Linked DNA regions of Mus musculus: regions 2 and 3 are each linked to region 1. A link is a contact called in public HiChIP or PLAC-seq data. All regions are on one chromosome and are shown on one strand. Each heading gives the region's core, a stretch centred on a gene start, on an enhancer-like site or on the middle of the called end of the contact. The rest is flanking DNA. Distances are from core to core; before and after follow the strand shown. Region 1 overlaps Mrps28 (mitochondrial ribosomal protein S28). Region 2 overlaps Gm32561 (predicted gene, 32561). Region 3 has its middle 16 kb from the start of Gm32561.

Region 1 (4,703 bases), core at 730-3,229:
TGGAAATGTTAAATCATGTATATAAAGTTTTATGTTAGTGGGTAGCGAGATGGCTTGGTAGGTAAGAACACTTGCTGTTCAGCATAAGAACCTGCTCATGGCTGTGCACCTCCAACCCTATGGCTGCCCAGGGAGACAGTGAGCGGTAGGGTTGTTAGGGCTTGCTGGCTGAGCCTAGCTCCAGCTTCTCACTGTTTCATGGAAACAAGATAGAGAATGACAGAGCAGGACATCCATGATCTTCTTCTGGCTTCTACAAATGCATACACAGGCACACACACATGTGAGCATGCACCCCTCCCATATATGCATACATTTCACTATTAATATGTTTGTGTGTAGTATCTATGTCACAGATGCAGGGACCATAAAACTGGAATCAGTTTACTAGCAGAAAACAGTCTCTTAGTAAATGAATATCTTCATGGACACAAGATGTAGCAATCTCAGTCATCTGGAAATACATTTCCTGTTGGGTCATGAATGCATTAGTCCCTTGGCTGAGGAGGTGCAAGAGGATGTGATTGTTAACACTAGCTGTAGAATTTGAAAGTGGTCCTAGTAGCAATTGGGGTTAAACTTGCAGACAACATTTCAGGAATGCTTGCCTGGTGCCAGGCTGTTAGGTCCGTCACACATAATAACCTCTTTTGTCCTCACAGGAGCCAAGGCAGCAGGTATTATTATTATCTCAATGATTATTTATTGACACAGAGTAAGAGTGTAGCTAGCAGCTGGGGAGGCTAGGCTCCCATGGCGGGGGAGGGGCGGCTAGAGAGCGTGAAGGTGGGCAAAGCACATGAAGGAGATTGCACTAATGTTTTACAGCACACTAGCATACCTCTAGTATACAGCAGCTCTTCATGTACTTCAGATTACTCCAGGAGATGTTTATAGGCTCCTAACACAGAGATGATGATGCCTGGAAAGGAGACAGTCATTATCCTGATGTTATCAGTATACAGTATATGCATATTTTGAATTATAATACTGTAGCCTTTCAATAAGTGACATTTTAAAATTAAGAAATAGTTGGTACGCCAGGTGTGGTGGCACACGCCTTTAATCCCAGCACTCAGGAGGCAGAGGCAGGCGAATTTCTGAGTTCGAGGCCAGCCTGGTCTACAGAGTGAGTTCCAGGACAACCAGGGCTACACAGAAAAACCCTGTCTCAAAATCACCGGGGGGGGGGGGGGGGAGGAGGGGAAGAAAAGAAATAGTTGAATAGTTGGACATGTCTATTGCAGATGAGGAAAATTAAGACCTTAATTTTTAAATGAAGAAATAACAGAAGTGACAATTGGTAGAACCAGATTAGAGTGTAGTTGAACCCTACAGCATGCATGCTTAAGTTCAGATAAACCTCCCAAGACATCTTTGGTTAGGGAAGGGACATTTACTTAGGACGTGAGTTGGTGCTTTGATCTAGCTGGAGTTTCTTGGCCTTTGTCAAGCAAGCCGTTTAAGTCAATGGAAGCCGTTGGTCTGTAGTGACGCTGTTTGACTTCTGACTTAGGTGCTTTAGTTTTATACCCGATTAACCTAAGAAAGATGCAGGAAGAGAGGCGTGCATGTGCTTGGGGCATGTTAACATACATGTAAAAAACAGACCAGAAAGGCTTCTGCCAGTCTGGGGCGGCCTCAGAGCACTACCAGAACCTTGCCCTCTCAATGGCCTTCAGCCCTGTTCCTGCATTCTCTACTGGCACACGGCCTACTTCGCTTCTCTTCTTTGAGCCAGTCCAGACTTCTCTTTGTACTTAACAGAAGCTTGGGGAGGGGGATGAGAGGAGATGGGGGAGGGGGATGAGAGGAGATGGGGGAGGGGGATGAGAGGAGATGGGGGGGATGAGAGGCGATGGGGGAGGGGGATGAGAGGAGATGGGGGGGTTGTAAGTGATTCATAAGAGAAGTATGACAGAAACGAAAGAAGTATAAAAGAGCAACAACAGTGCTTGACTCAGTACCCTGTCAGCACCAAACTCAGTGACTGGACTGTTTGGCCCTAGCTCTATTTTAATGCAAAACTGACTTCACTGGGGTAAGAAGTCTTACCTACTGACTTCCCAGCTCTCTCTTGACCTGTCATGTACATATGGGTACAACTGCTGGCCAAGGGGACAAGTGTGCAGCATTCTTCCGCCTTCACTTCCTAGGCTCTTTAGCCCCCATTGAGCTGTGAACAGTGGCTGAGGACAAAAGCTGTATACACTGTTCAAACAGAGCAGCAAAGCAGCAGTGCACTGAGTCACTCTGCGCTCTGTGTGAGAACTGAGGGGGCTCTATTCATTTCCTTTGTGCTGCTGTCTGTCAACAGCACTGTTTGAGGCAAGGCCTATTGTGCTGGCCAGTGTTTCTTATTGACCTAAGTCTGTGGCTGCTATGTTCCCAGGGTCGAAGTTGTGAGTGAGAGAATGTTTGGAAAGGGGTAATCATAGGCTCCATGCATTTTGCTGTATTGTCATCTGACCTATTAAATCTAAACTGTGGTCCGTGTTAATGCAAACAGGTAATTATATAGTCACAGCTGCAGCTATTGACATCTGCTCACTGCCCCCATGGGAAAAATAGGTTCTTTTTGTTCTGTGTTTAGATTCTTGCATGCTGGATTTTAATGATTTTTAACTGAAAATAGATAATGGATCAGGATGAGTAAAAGATGAATAAGGTAGACACGCCTTAGCCACAGATGTTTGCGTGTTTCCATTGATAACATGGTGCCTTAGCATGGCTCCAGCCTGAGTAATCTTGGTTGAGTTAAAGTAGTAGAAAATAAAGCTAACTGTTACATTTCTATCCTAGATGACCGGGGCACCATGCTGCTCTGGGAACTCGGTGGTGTTCGTTTGTTTGCTTTAACCCACTGTGTCTTCCCTAGTGCAAGATGGTCTGAAGCAAAAAATTTCAAAACAGCTGCCTTTAAGCATCACATCCTCTACGTCCTATGGGAAAGAACCAGTTTCACGATGGAAAAGAAAAGAAAATATTCAACTATGTTTTACTTTAGTGTGAAAATCTACTCTTATTACTTAAATTCACTGCAGTCAGGTTTCGCTCATCTGCACAGCTCATCAGTCTTAGTATTTATTAAACCCCTAGGAGGTGGTGGGCCGTGAGGTGGTGGGCTGCTCTTTGAGAGTGGATGGCGTATTGTCTTTGTTCTATTTCATGCTTTCACTAGGGCATGGTGAAGTTCTCAGAGGTGAGAGTCCTGGAGGGCATAAGAGAACCAGACTTCAAGGTCTAGGGCCACTTCAAGGTTGTCTAAGGTTTGCAGTTTGTGTCACTTGCCTTTGGGGATGCAGTCTCTTCCTAACGTTAGTTAAAAGTTGTGTTGTTGGCCTTGTTGAGAAAGCACTCAGGATACCCTCAGGTTGGAATTGCCTGTGGACCAGTCCTACAGGCAGGTTCCTTTCTTTGTTCATCACAGAATAAGGCAGGAGGTGGCTGTACTGTACTGTATGTAGTGGTCATTGGGAGGATGATATTTGACCTTCTTACATGTAAGATACCAAAGATGATGATGAGGAATATAAATTCTTATCTGTAGGGAAGTAAGGCCAAATGCATTTATTTTTATACTATCCTTACCACAAGCACATGTTTAAAAAACACAACATAGTGGTAAGATTTTATACAGTGAATAATAGGATACAGTTAATACACAAAATGTTCTCTCTCTCTCTCAACAAAGTGGGCCATTGAGAACTTGTAGTTCTGTTTTGAAAATACTGTTCTGTGTTAATGTTACTAAGTGAAGCTGCCATCCTGTATGTAGAACATGGTAGAGTTAAGACAGCTGCAAGTGCATGCAGTTGTGGGTACTTCTTAAAATGAAAATGGTTTTCAAATTTTTGGAGAGAAATCTGATTTTTAAAAAATATTTTCACTTCTTTAATGCTATGTTACATATAGAATGATTTTCACAGATAATCACTTCAAAAGGCTTTTCATATTTGTTAGAAATAACAAACCATATGTCATCTTGTAGATGCCCTGATTTGGTAGGAACATGGCTCTTGGCCAGCAATTAATTAAGTTACCCTTTTGTTTGGGCCATATTGTGGCAGTCTTTAGGTGTGAAAACTTCTGTTGTTACCAGATAGGGATGTTCTTGTCTGCATCCATGACAGTCTTTGAGACAGCAGTCCGCCTTGGTGCTCTTTTTGTACACTGTAGATATATAGGAGTTATAAGGACGAGGAATTGGATCTGCATAAGGTTGAGAAGAAAGTACCATTTCTGTAAAATAAGGACATAGACCTGGCCCTTGACTAGCTTTAGTTGATTGGGAATTGCGTCGGTGGTACTAGGAAGCTAGAAGCAGGGGTCTGTTGCTAGAGATCATGGACTAAGAAGCAAGCAATCGTTTGTGTACTGGGGTACTCACTCTGATGTCGGAAAGAGAAGACAGTCAGTCCAACTATTCAATTTTCTGCATTCCTCCCGAATTGCAATTTAGCTATTGTTATCTTCCCGTAGAGCTCTTCTCACGTGAGGTTGGAAGCGCTCAGGTTACCGAGTGGCCTCGAGTCTTCCTCCCTCGGAAGACTAGGGTGGAGAGGTTAGACAGTGTTATGGCCTGGGTCTGGAGATGGCCATCAGGGAAGGCTGCCCTCAACCAGAGCTTCCCTTCAGGTTTGACCACTGTCGGGCTCCCGCATTCACCATCACTGCTGCTGGTCTGCAAGGGACTCGGGGAC
Region 2 (4,703 bases), core at 1,468-3,967, 180 kb after region 1:
AGTACTAATAACTTCTTCTAGCAGGGTTTCATGTAACCCAGGCAATCCTAAAATTCACTATGTCGTCAATGATGACTTTGAATGTCTGGTCCTCCTGCCTCTGCCTCATGAATGCTGTAACCTCATCATTTTACAAAGTGCCTGGGATCCATCCCAGGGCTTGCTGCATGCTAGGCCGCCATTGTACCAACCAAACTAAATGCCCTCTAAAGTATTTATTTGAGATATTTTAAAAGATTCAGTTATCTAACTTCATGTATATGAATGAATTTGCATTCACGCATATATGTGCACCATGTGGCGGCCTTTTGGGATATGAAGAGAACATGGGATAGTTTGGAACTGGTGTTACAGGCTGTAGCTACTGTATGAGTGCTGAGAACTGAACCTGGGACCTTTGTAAGAGCAACAGGTGCTCTTGACCCCTGAGCCATCGCTCCAGCCCTCCAACCTATTAAAGATTTCCCTAGGTCCCCACTTGCAAGCATTTTTCATGGTGTAATAAAGTCTTTGCAAAAAATTTCCAAGAGTGGTGGTGCCATCCTTTCAATGCCGGCACTGGGAAGGCAGAGGCAGGCAGATCTATGAGTTTGAGACCAGCCTGGTTAATATAGTGAGTTCCAGGACAGCCAGGGCTGTATAGCAAGACCTTGTCTCAAACTTTAAAAGAGAAAGCTTATTTGTAACAATGTACATGTAGTTTGCCATATTTAATTACGTAGTTTTCCATTCTCAAACACTTAATTTACAAATTACGACTGACATTATCAGCTGATACCATCAGTAATTGTTTTCCTATCTTGAGCCCTAATCATTTGGTTCTCTTGCTGTTCAAATATTGCTTCCCATCTCCTGAGGCATCCATCCCAACCGAGGCTACTGCTGACCCTTTGAAAACCTGAAGCAGCCTGATGCTTCCTAGCCTCTGTCAACTCTGTCTTCTAACAGACGCTGCCGAGCATTTCTAGCCCCAAATCCTGAAGCCTGACCACTGAGTCAGTGCCCAGTCTGCTTTCTTGAGTCCCTCCAGATCACCACACAAACTCCTGTTCAAGTGGTCATAGTTAGAGATGATCCTAATTATTCTGCCGGGTTATTTAATATTGCCCTTGATCTTTAGGACAGATTCTCTTCAAGATTCTCATGTGTTCAGTCTGCCCACACCTGTGTCTATGTCCCATGCTACAGTTGTGCATACGCTATCCCATTCTGTATTATAGACCTGTGGGTCTCTTGAATACCTTGTGATCTGTTTTGATAATGCCTTTTCTCTCCTCCTGGCCAATGGTTATCTACCATTTAAAAAGTGTTAGGAGAACCATCCTTTCTCTAGGAAGCCTTTTCAAGTTTCCTGCCTGGATCTTGGGTTGTAGTTCAGTTGGAGTAGCCATTGCTTGATATCCAGGAACCCTGAGATGAATCACCAGATGTAGCATAAACAGATGTGGGAGCTTCTGCCTGTAACCCCAGTAATCAGATATTGAAGCAATGGACGCAGAAGTTGCTGATCATCCTCAGACTTGGCTACACAAAAAGGTAAAGGCCAGCCTGAACTACAGGAGATCCTATAAAAATCCCCCCTAGATCCAGTTTTCCTTCTGGGGTCTTCTCACCACCCTAAGATGTCCAAGTCTCAGACAATTGTTTTGTTTGTTTGTGACGGTCTCATGTAGTCCAAGCTGCCCTCAAACTCTGTGTAGCAAGGATGACCTTTGATTTATGATCCTCCTGCCTCCATTTCTCCAGTACCGACACTGCCAGCAGACAGCAAGTACCCCCATGCTGGGAATCCAACCCAGGGCTACACCTGCTAGGCAAGGACTCTACCAACTGAGCTACATTCCTGTCCCTGGAAGTCATTCTTGAGGGCTGGGGAACTTTCTCTTTTCTTAGATCTGTAAGCTATTTAGAGCTAGGTTCTAGATGGTCTACCTTTGCACACCCAATTCAGTGCCGGGCTCACTCGGCACCTTTGTGGATCTCACTTGGCTGAAACTACTCTCTATTGCTCTACAAGCCAGCCTCTTTTGATGCAAACACCTCTAATGCCACCACATACAAGCTTGTAGGATGAATCCTCATATATGTGACTTTTCTCTTATTTTTAAGGGTGCTAGATACTATATAGTATCTTCAAAGCAGAGACTTTCACTGTGGAATCAGAGCATATCCAGATCTTGAAATGCAATAATAAGACGGGACACACAGAAAGCCCTACAATGGCAAGTTCAATGCTATCCTCTCTGTCTTCTCTATCCTTTCTGGGGGCTCAGCGCCAAGGTTCAAAGTCAGTAACTGTGGTCCGAGGACTAGAGAGCCCTGAACAAACATGACTCCTACATTTCACATTTCTTCTCCTTTCCTGTTGAATAATACATGCTTGTTTTATTCAGATTGTGAAAAACAATTTTAATGAACAGACTAAATACCTGTCTTTCTATTCCCCTAATCTTTAAAAGATTCACACGGAACACAGTTATGAGTCAGGTTAGAGGAAGATTAAGATAACTTCTCTTGACCAGTCTCCCCCACTCCCCCCCCCGCCTCCTCCCCCCTTCCCTCTTCCACTGGTCGGGTCACCTCAGCTTTTAGCGGCTGCTTGCAGGGACCTTTGTCATCATTCTTGTCTAACCCCTTCTGAGCTAGAGTCCTGCCTGCCCGACTCCCAACAGGAAGCGATCTTTCTGCTTTCAGGCAAGCCACACGCCTTCCAGCCAGCCAGCAGCTCCAACTAATTAGCACACGTGATGGGAATTGGAAACAAAGTCGCCAACAATAGGAGCGTGGGAACCCCGGCCGCGCCACAGTTCCACCTCCCCTCCCCCATCCTCTCTGCGCAGAACCAGGGGCCTCCAGGGCGGTGTCCCTGCAGAGGGTCTTCCCTCAGTCTAGGCTTGTGACGGCCAGAGCTCTTGCACGATCCAGCAGCAGGAGGTCAGTGTTGATCAGAGCCAGAGAAGAACAACTGTTACCAAATATCCTTGAGGCAGGTCAGTGTCCTGAAGGTTTAGTGACTCTGCTTTGGTGATGACAAAGAGACCAGCTCATTGTGCTAAGCAGAGGAGGGGTACTGCCCTGTCCCTATCCTGTGGAACTAGACTCAACCCAGTAGCCCCTAACCTGGGCACTGCTCACCAGGGCCTCTGTCCTGGGAGCCCATCAGCTGTCTGAAAGCAACTCTAGGCACTTGACACTCAGTGTTCTCCTATGTCAAGGTCACCCTGGATGGAGGCTAATGGAAACTCAGCTTTACTTTCCAGTACAGGACACCGATGACTTTAAAACCTCCAGCTTTATTGAGATACAATTCATATTCAATTCACTCACTTAAAATATGTGATTGGATCAATTTTAGTGGTTTCCTACGTATGCACAACTACCTACTAGTGTTAGGTAATGGTAGAATATTTTCATTTTCTTTTCTTTTTTTTATTGAAACTTTTTTTAATTAGGTATTTTCTTCATTTACATTTCCAATGCTATCCCCCCACTCCCCTACCCACCCACTCCCACTTCTTGGCCCTGGTGTTCGCCTGTACTGAGGCATATAAAGTTTGCAAGACCAATGGGCCTCTCTTTCCACTGATGGCAAAATCTTGGTTGGTGGCATAGCTCAGTAACACAAGTGTGGGAGACCCTAGGTTCAATCTCCAATAGTGTGGCATGCATGCACACACCCACATACGCACAAATCTCCAATACTGTAACACACACACACACACACAGGTACACACACACACACACACACACACACACACACACACCTGGTACCTCCAGCTAGCTCTTCCTATTTCTAGTTGTCTTGCAGACTGACCACAGAACTTTATGTCATCTTTGTGTTGGTTTCATTCACTTACCGGGTTCTTCAGGGTACCTCTGGGTTCTGATGCAAATCAGCACTTTTTTTTCCCCATTCCAAAAACATTTTCCTACATTTTCTACTACAATACTATTATACTGCAGGGATTTAAATCACATTTGGTTGATGGGTACTGGAATTGTTCCCACAATGTGGCCATGTTAAGAAGTTCACTTGGACTTCCTGACATGCCTTCTCATGGGTAGATAACCAGAAGTGAAGTTGCTGGTTTGGAGGTAAATTTGTGTCTGGCTTTCTTTGTTTTGTTTTGTTTTGTTTTGTTTGTTTGTTTTGTTTTTTCAGGACAGGGCTTCTCTGTGTAGCCCTGGCTATCCTGGAACTCACTCTGTAGACCAGGCTGGCCTCGAACTCATAAATTTGCCTGCCTCTGCCTCCCAAGTGCTGGGATTAAAGGCGTGGGCCACCATGCCTGGCTATGTGTAGCTTCCAATGGCTCAGGGTTCTGAACCACAGTCCATGCTAGTCTGTTTTCTTTTCTCCAGATCCTCATCAGCACTGGCTGTTGACTGTCCCTCTGACTACAGCCACCCTACAACAAATATATGAAGTGATTTCTCAATTATAAAATTTTAAAAATTGGATCAGCCCTAAACTCTTTCTGGTGTGAATTTCTGAGGCCTTTCTGGAAATAAGACCTGTGAATTGCACTGTATATTCTAAAAGGGTCATGAGTGGCAACTTACTATAGCAGCTGCTAAAAGCATCAGTATCATTATTTGGGGGGCTGGGGACTGAAATAGTTAATTATTTACTAATGTATTTCTAGCTAATGTATGGAGTTGGACAAAAAGGCCCATATTAGGGACCAACTGCATTTGATATT
Region 3 (4,703 bases), core at 589-3,088, 160 kb after region 1:
CTGATCCACCTACACTGGCTCCTGCAGTGTGAGGTCCCTTGCAGAAGGAAGACACAGCTCATCTCCTGTTTGAACTTCCATATATTATTGGGCATCTACATATTTGAGCTTCTATTGACCTAGTTTTCCTCTTCATTACTCAAAGAGTCTGTGGTTGGAGCCTCTAGTGGTCATAGATTCTCCATGGAGTATTTCATGCCTACATCAAGGTCCCAACTGGGCAGTGTGGTATAGGCCTGCCATTCCAGCATGTGGGAGCTCTGAGGCAGGCAGATCATGAGTTCAAGGCTGGTTTCAGATACATGTTGAAACCAGCCTGGGCTGTATGAGATTTGTTTTTAAAAAACAAACAAATATACATAAAATGAGGGAAAAATTCAAAAAAATTCTTTTTAAGGAAACCAGTCAAAACCAGAAAAAGAAGCACAGTAGTTATTTTCTGTGAAATAAACATTTTCTTTAGTTTTATACACATTCTTAAGTTTTTAAGTGTATTTGTGATATCCATAGTTTTTGTATTTTATCCAATTATGATGACTCAATTAATTATAACTAGCATGTTTTGTGTGATTTACTGTTGTCTATGAGCAGGTTTCTAGTTGCTCTTTTGGGTCCCATAAGCCTTTCTGACAGTAGGAGAGTTATCATTATCTTACAGAGCGAGAGATTGGGTTCAGGGAAAGTTCCAGAATATGGGACCTACTTGGGTATACCCATGTAAAGGCACACGAGCTTGTACCTAAAACCTTACACCCAGCCCTTTGCTGGCCCCTCAGGAGTTAAATCGAATGGGGAACTTACCGTTGATTGCTTGCTGTGAGCTAATTTTACATATATGATTTCTTTCATAATCTGCACGATAGAGAGCTATTATCAGGTAAAGAAATGAAGATAACAAAAGGACCAATAATGTATTTAGTCAATGGCTGGGCCCTTTCAGTAGGAACTGAAACTCTGGAAGCACAGGTATTTTCTAACTCTCAGGTTACTGAAATTTCTTGAGTGTGAAAAGCCAGGCAGAATATGGGACAAAAGGAGCTTATTTGTCAAAAAGAGAACTCAGCACTCCTGTCCCGTTCTGGGGCTATTTTCTTTCTCTTTCAGAAAAACCCAGATTAGGAACTGTATCTTTGCATGGCCACCTGCGAACAGACTTGGGAACAATGTAAACCTCTCCTGACAGGGTATCTATTCTGATGGTGCTGATATTGGCTAAGGAGATGGTGGCTGTTTTTAACAGGAGGAATTCCAGATCTTTCCAGGTCTGTCCCTTAGGGGAAATGAGCTCAGTCCGAAAAAACAAAACAAAAACAACCCAACCTGGGTAAGAATAAAGATTTATGGGAGGAGGGCCTGGGCGGAAGCCCACCTGTAAGGCTATCTATTGCTCATCGGCGTGTTATTGGAGAAACTATACGGACAGGATATAGGCTGCTTATCGCACAGTCTTCTTAAGTTTCCTAGCTGTTCTGCTTACAAATGCCCCCAATATTAAGAGATGCATTTGTCTGGGAGCGCTTTTTAAGAGGCAGTCTATCCCAGCTGCTGCAGCCTATCTTGAACACCTACCTACCTTTTACCCTGATGTGGAGTGCAAAAGTCAATAAGGGCTGTTAAAAAAAAAAAAAAAAGGAAGAATGAAATATAGAAAGAAAGGGAAAGAAAAAAAAAGAAAAGAAAAGAAAAGAAAGGGAAAGAAAAGAAGAGAAGAGAAAAGAAAAGGGAATTTTCGGAAGCCCAGAAAAGGGAAACTAGCAAGGTTGGTTGGTCCCTGGAGAGTGAGGTAAGAGATGCAGACCAGCATGCTTTCAGGCCTTAGCCCCACTGCACCAGGGCTTTGGGCTGGCCCCAAGCCTCAGGCAAGCACGTCCAGGCACAGAAATGGAGGGATTCTCTGCTGAGCTACTTTGCCATGATCCTGTAAGTTGCCTTTGCTAGGAAAAGGAATCCAACCTTGAAAGTTAGGACTTGGTGAACTGTCATTGCCTAGCCTAGCTAAATCTGATGCAGGAGCAAATCTCCACACGTGATTCCCTGGCACACACTTGCCTGGGATGCACCCCCACGTGACAAAGTTGCAATTTGCTGACAAATGGTCTCTAGGACTTTTCTCACTAGCAAGTCTGCAAGCTCAGAGCCATAGGTTGTCTGCTGAGATAATTCTGGAAGACTTCCAAGGGTGCCAGAGGGTGGTGCTAACTGGGAAAATCAGAGGCCCTCATGTCCTAAGGTCCTGCTGGGGTCTGCTGGGGCCTGGTGCAGGCTAATGAACCAGTGGGCCAGGGGTGGTAAGGAGAGGAAGCATCTGGGGGGGTGGGGGTTGGGGGGGGGTGGGTGGGGGGGCATTGCAGCTTGCTAGTCCCAGCAGAAGGGCTGTGTTTGAAGTTGGGCCTGTGAGTTTCAGGAAGCTGACAGCATCAGGTTTCCATTAGCCCAGACGGAGGCACTGGTGAGGCAGGTTCACACCATGACATGGTAACAATTAAGCCTCCTGCTACTGGGCCTTACCCTGGGGTGAGGCTCTTTTCTTCCTTACTCGAGGGACTTAAAGTCCTTACGGCTCGATTTCCTGCAGATTCCGGTTGCTTCATGTCTAATCTGAGGCCTCTCATTAGACCACACAAATTGCTGAAAGTGTCTCCAGCCAGCAGACCCTATTGCGGACCCCCAGTGTGCCTAGGAGAAAGACTAAATCGCTCTGAAATGTGAGATTTCCTTCCTGTGTAAACAGTCGCATTACCCAGAATTGGAGCTATAAAGATTTGGGGGAACATGAAAGAATTGTACATCCGTACCCCAAAGCATTTTAAGTTATTTTCTTTCATTTTTAAAAGGTTGGTTTAGAATGATTATCTATGTTCAGCGATGAGACAGATATGTACACACGTGACTGTAACATGAAGCAGACATTTTTAAGTTTCTTTAAGATAATATGATTTTTCAAAAGAACATTGCATTAGCTTATAGGAGAAATGAGCTCAGAGAGGGTGCTTTTGAGCTGAATCTTGAAAACCAGGTGGAACGTGGCTCCACAGAAGTGTGTGTGTGTGTGTGTGTGTGTGTGTGTGTGTGTGTATGTGTGTGTGTGTGTGTGTGGGAGGAGAAACCAACAGTGTGAGCAGTTCTCCAGTGGTGGCCATGGCCTCAGCACCAGCAATGCTGAGGGGAGAAAAGTCGCCTACAAGACAACTCCTGCTTTCAAGAGGCTCCACTTGAGGATGGAAAGCCGCATGCAGATAAGGAAACTCATGATGTCTTTACATCCCTGGTGAAAAACCTGGCATCAGGTGAATTTCGGGCTCAGTAGGTGACTGTCCCACCTCACCTTGCGAATCCACAGTAGCACTGAACACTTGCTTACCTGAGGTTAAAGTAGGGGATGACAATCCACTGTCTCACACGGCAGGCAGGGTGCTCATTGCCACCGACAGAGCCACATGACACCACAACACTGCACACCTCTTGCCTGGGAAAAGATTAAAGTTAAAACTTTGAAGTATGTTTTCTACTGAATGGGTGACACTTGGGGCCTATTGTGAAACCCCAAAAGCTCAGATTGACCCATTGTTTATGTTAGGGCCCTTCTGCAATGTAACCATCAAAGACTAACCCTTCCAAGGTGGTGTAATTAAGCCCTCCACCTTACGTCCCATTACTCCTTCCTCAGGAGCCTGTCTTCTGGCAGGTTTCTAGAAGCTGTTGGTCTTCCCAGCTGAGCTCTCGTAGCTCCTTCAAGACAACATCAGCAAGCCAGGGCGAGGACTCCAACATGGGGAATCCTGGGAAGTCAGTTTTCATCTAACTTATAAATTTCCTGAAATAGTCATATTCCTTGTAAAATTAAAAATATTGCAGAGCAAGGAGTTTTTGCACGCCATTTCCACCTGTGCTTGTCGTGAGCTTTCGCCACATTTACCCCAGTTGCCCCATCATTCCCACCCTCTCCTATATCCCAAACAGTTCCTGTTTCAATGTCATGAGCTTCCCCTTCAGCAATTCGAGGTACGACAGAAAGCAATTATATTATTTTGGAAAAGTGTTTTTGACATAGGGTGTCATATAGCCCAGGCTGGCCTTAAACTTTCTATGTAGCCAAGGATGACCTTTCAAGTCTCCTGCCTTTACTGCCTGAGTACTGGGGTGACAGGCCTCCTTCTCCATCACGCCTGGTTTATGCAGTGCTGGGATCAGAGCTTTGTCCATTTGAAGGGAGCCCTACACCATCTGACCCCCAGCCCAACAGGTAAAGACTTCCAAAGCTTCCTGGCTCCCATTAAACAGTTTGTTATGGATTTGGTGTGTGGAGATTTTTACAGTATGTGGCCTCTTGATATACAAGTATTAGGAACACTGCCCAAATTTCACAATGAAAATAATATATTATTCTGTTCTTTTTTAAGAGATTCACATTATTCCTTGCTCAAATGACATAAACAGAAATTTACCCTTTCCCCATATCTTTTTTTCTTTTTCTTTTTCTTTTTTTTTCTTTTTTTTATTACGTATTTTCTTCAATTACATTTCCAATGCTATCCCAAAAGTCCCCCCCTCTCCCCCCTACCCACCCATTCCCCCCATATCTTTTAAAGCTTTTTCCTCTTAAAAAAAAAAAAAAGCCATGTTATTTTCCAGTGTAGAAAAGAATATAATTTCAACTAGTGGGGAAAAGACTACTAAATTTGAAAATATTTAAAAAAAATCTC

The links. HiChIP or PLAC-seq counts read pairs in DNA pulled down with a chosen protein or histone mark.
Region 2: a contact with region 1 is called in an H3K4me3 HiChIP or PLAC-seq map of embryonic basal ganglia, with 2.9 times the contacts expected there. The contact joins two enhancer-like sites. A contact is called at or near these places in 4 of 39 promoter capture datasets (cranial neural crest, hematopoietic stem and progenitor cells, hippocampal neurons and 1 more), 5 of 484 Hi-C or Micro-C datasets (Sertoli cells, cardiomyocytes, cerebral cortex and 2 more) and 3 of 115 datasets of contacts at active chromatin or transcription factors (embryonic basal ganglia, embryonic stem cells and stem cell-derived neural progenitor cells).
Region 3: a contact with region 1 is called in an H3K4me3 HiChIP or PLAC-seq map of craniofacial prominence, with 4 times the contacts expected there. The contact joins two enhancer-like sites. A contact is called at or near these places in 2 of 484 Hi-C or Micro-C datasets (cerebral cortex and nephron progenitors), 4 of 115 datasets of contacts at active chromatin or transcription factors (the SCID.adh cell line, craniofacial prominence, embryonic stem cells and 1 more) and 2 of 9 other capture datasets (embryonic stem cells and embryonic tail).

Annotation. Positions count from the first base shown.
Region 1 is chr3:8,863,952-8,868,654 of GRCm38.p6, reverse strand. The region is part of intron 2 of Mrps28 (mitochondrial ribosomal protein S28); the gene reads left to right. Among named protein-coding and RNA genes, the nearest start is that of Gm52600, 34 kb to the left of the region's middle. Within about 2 kb of position 1,979, at least 132 of the 459 cell types and tissues checked have an H3K27ac peak or open chromatin away from gene starts, as enhancers often do. A contact at or near this core is called in cerebral cortex, craniofacial prominence, embryonic basal ganglia and 2 more, where this site is marked.
Region 2 is chr3:8,683,430-8,688,132 of GRCm38.p6, reverse strand. All of the region lies in intron 3 of Gm32561 (predicted gene, 32561), which reads left to right. Among named protein-coding and RNA genes, the nearest start is that of Gm32561, 7.1 kb to the left of the region's middle. Within about 2 kb of position 2,717, at least 103 of the 459 cell types and tissues checked have an H3K27ac peak or open chromatin away from gene starts, as enhancers often do. A contact at or near this core is called in cerebral cortex, embryonic basal ganglia, hippocampal neurons and 1 more, where this site is marked.
Region 3 is chr3:8,706,911-8,711,613 of GRCm38.p6, reverse strand. No RefSeq gene overlaps it. Among named protein-coding and RNA genes, the nearest start is that of Gm32561, 16 kb to the right of the region's middle. Within about 2 kb of position 1,838, at least 15 of the 459 cell types and tissues checked have an H3K27ac peak or open chromatin away from gene starts, as enhancers often do. A contact at or near this core is called in craniofacial prominence, where this site is marked.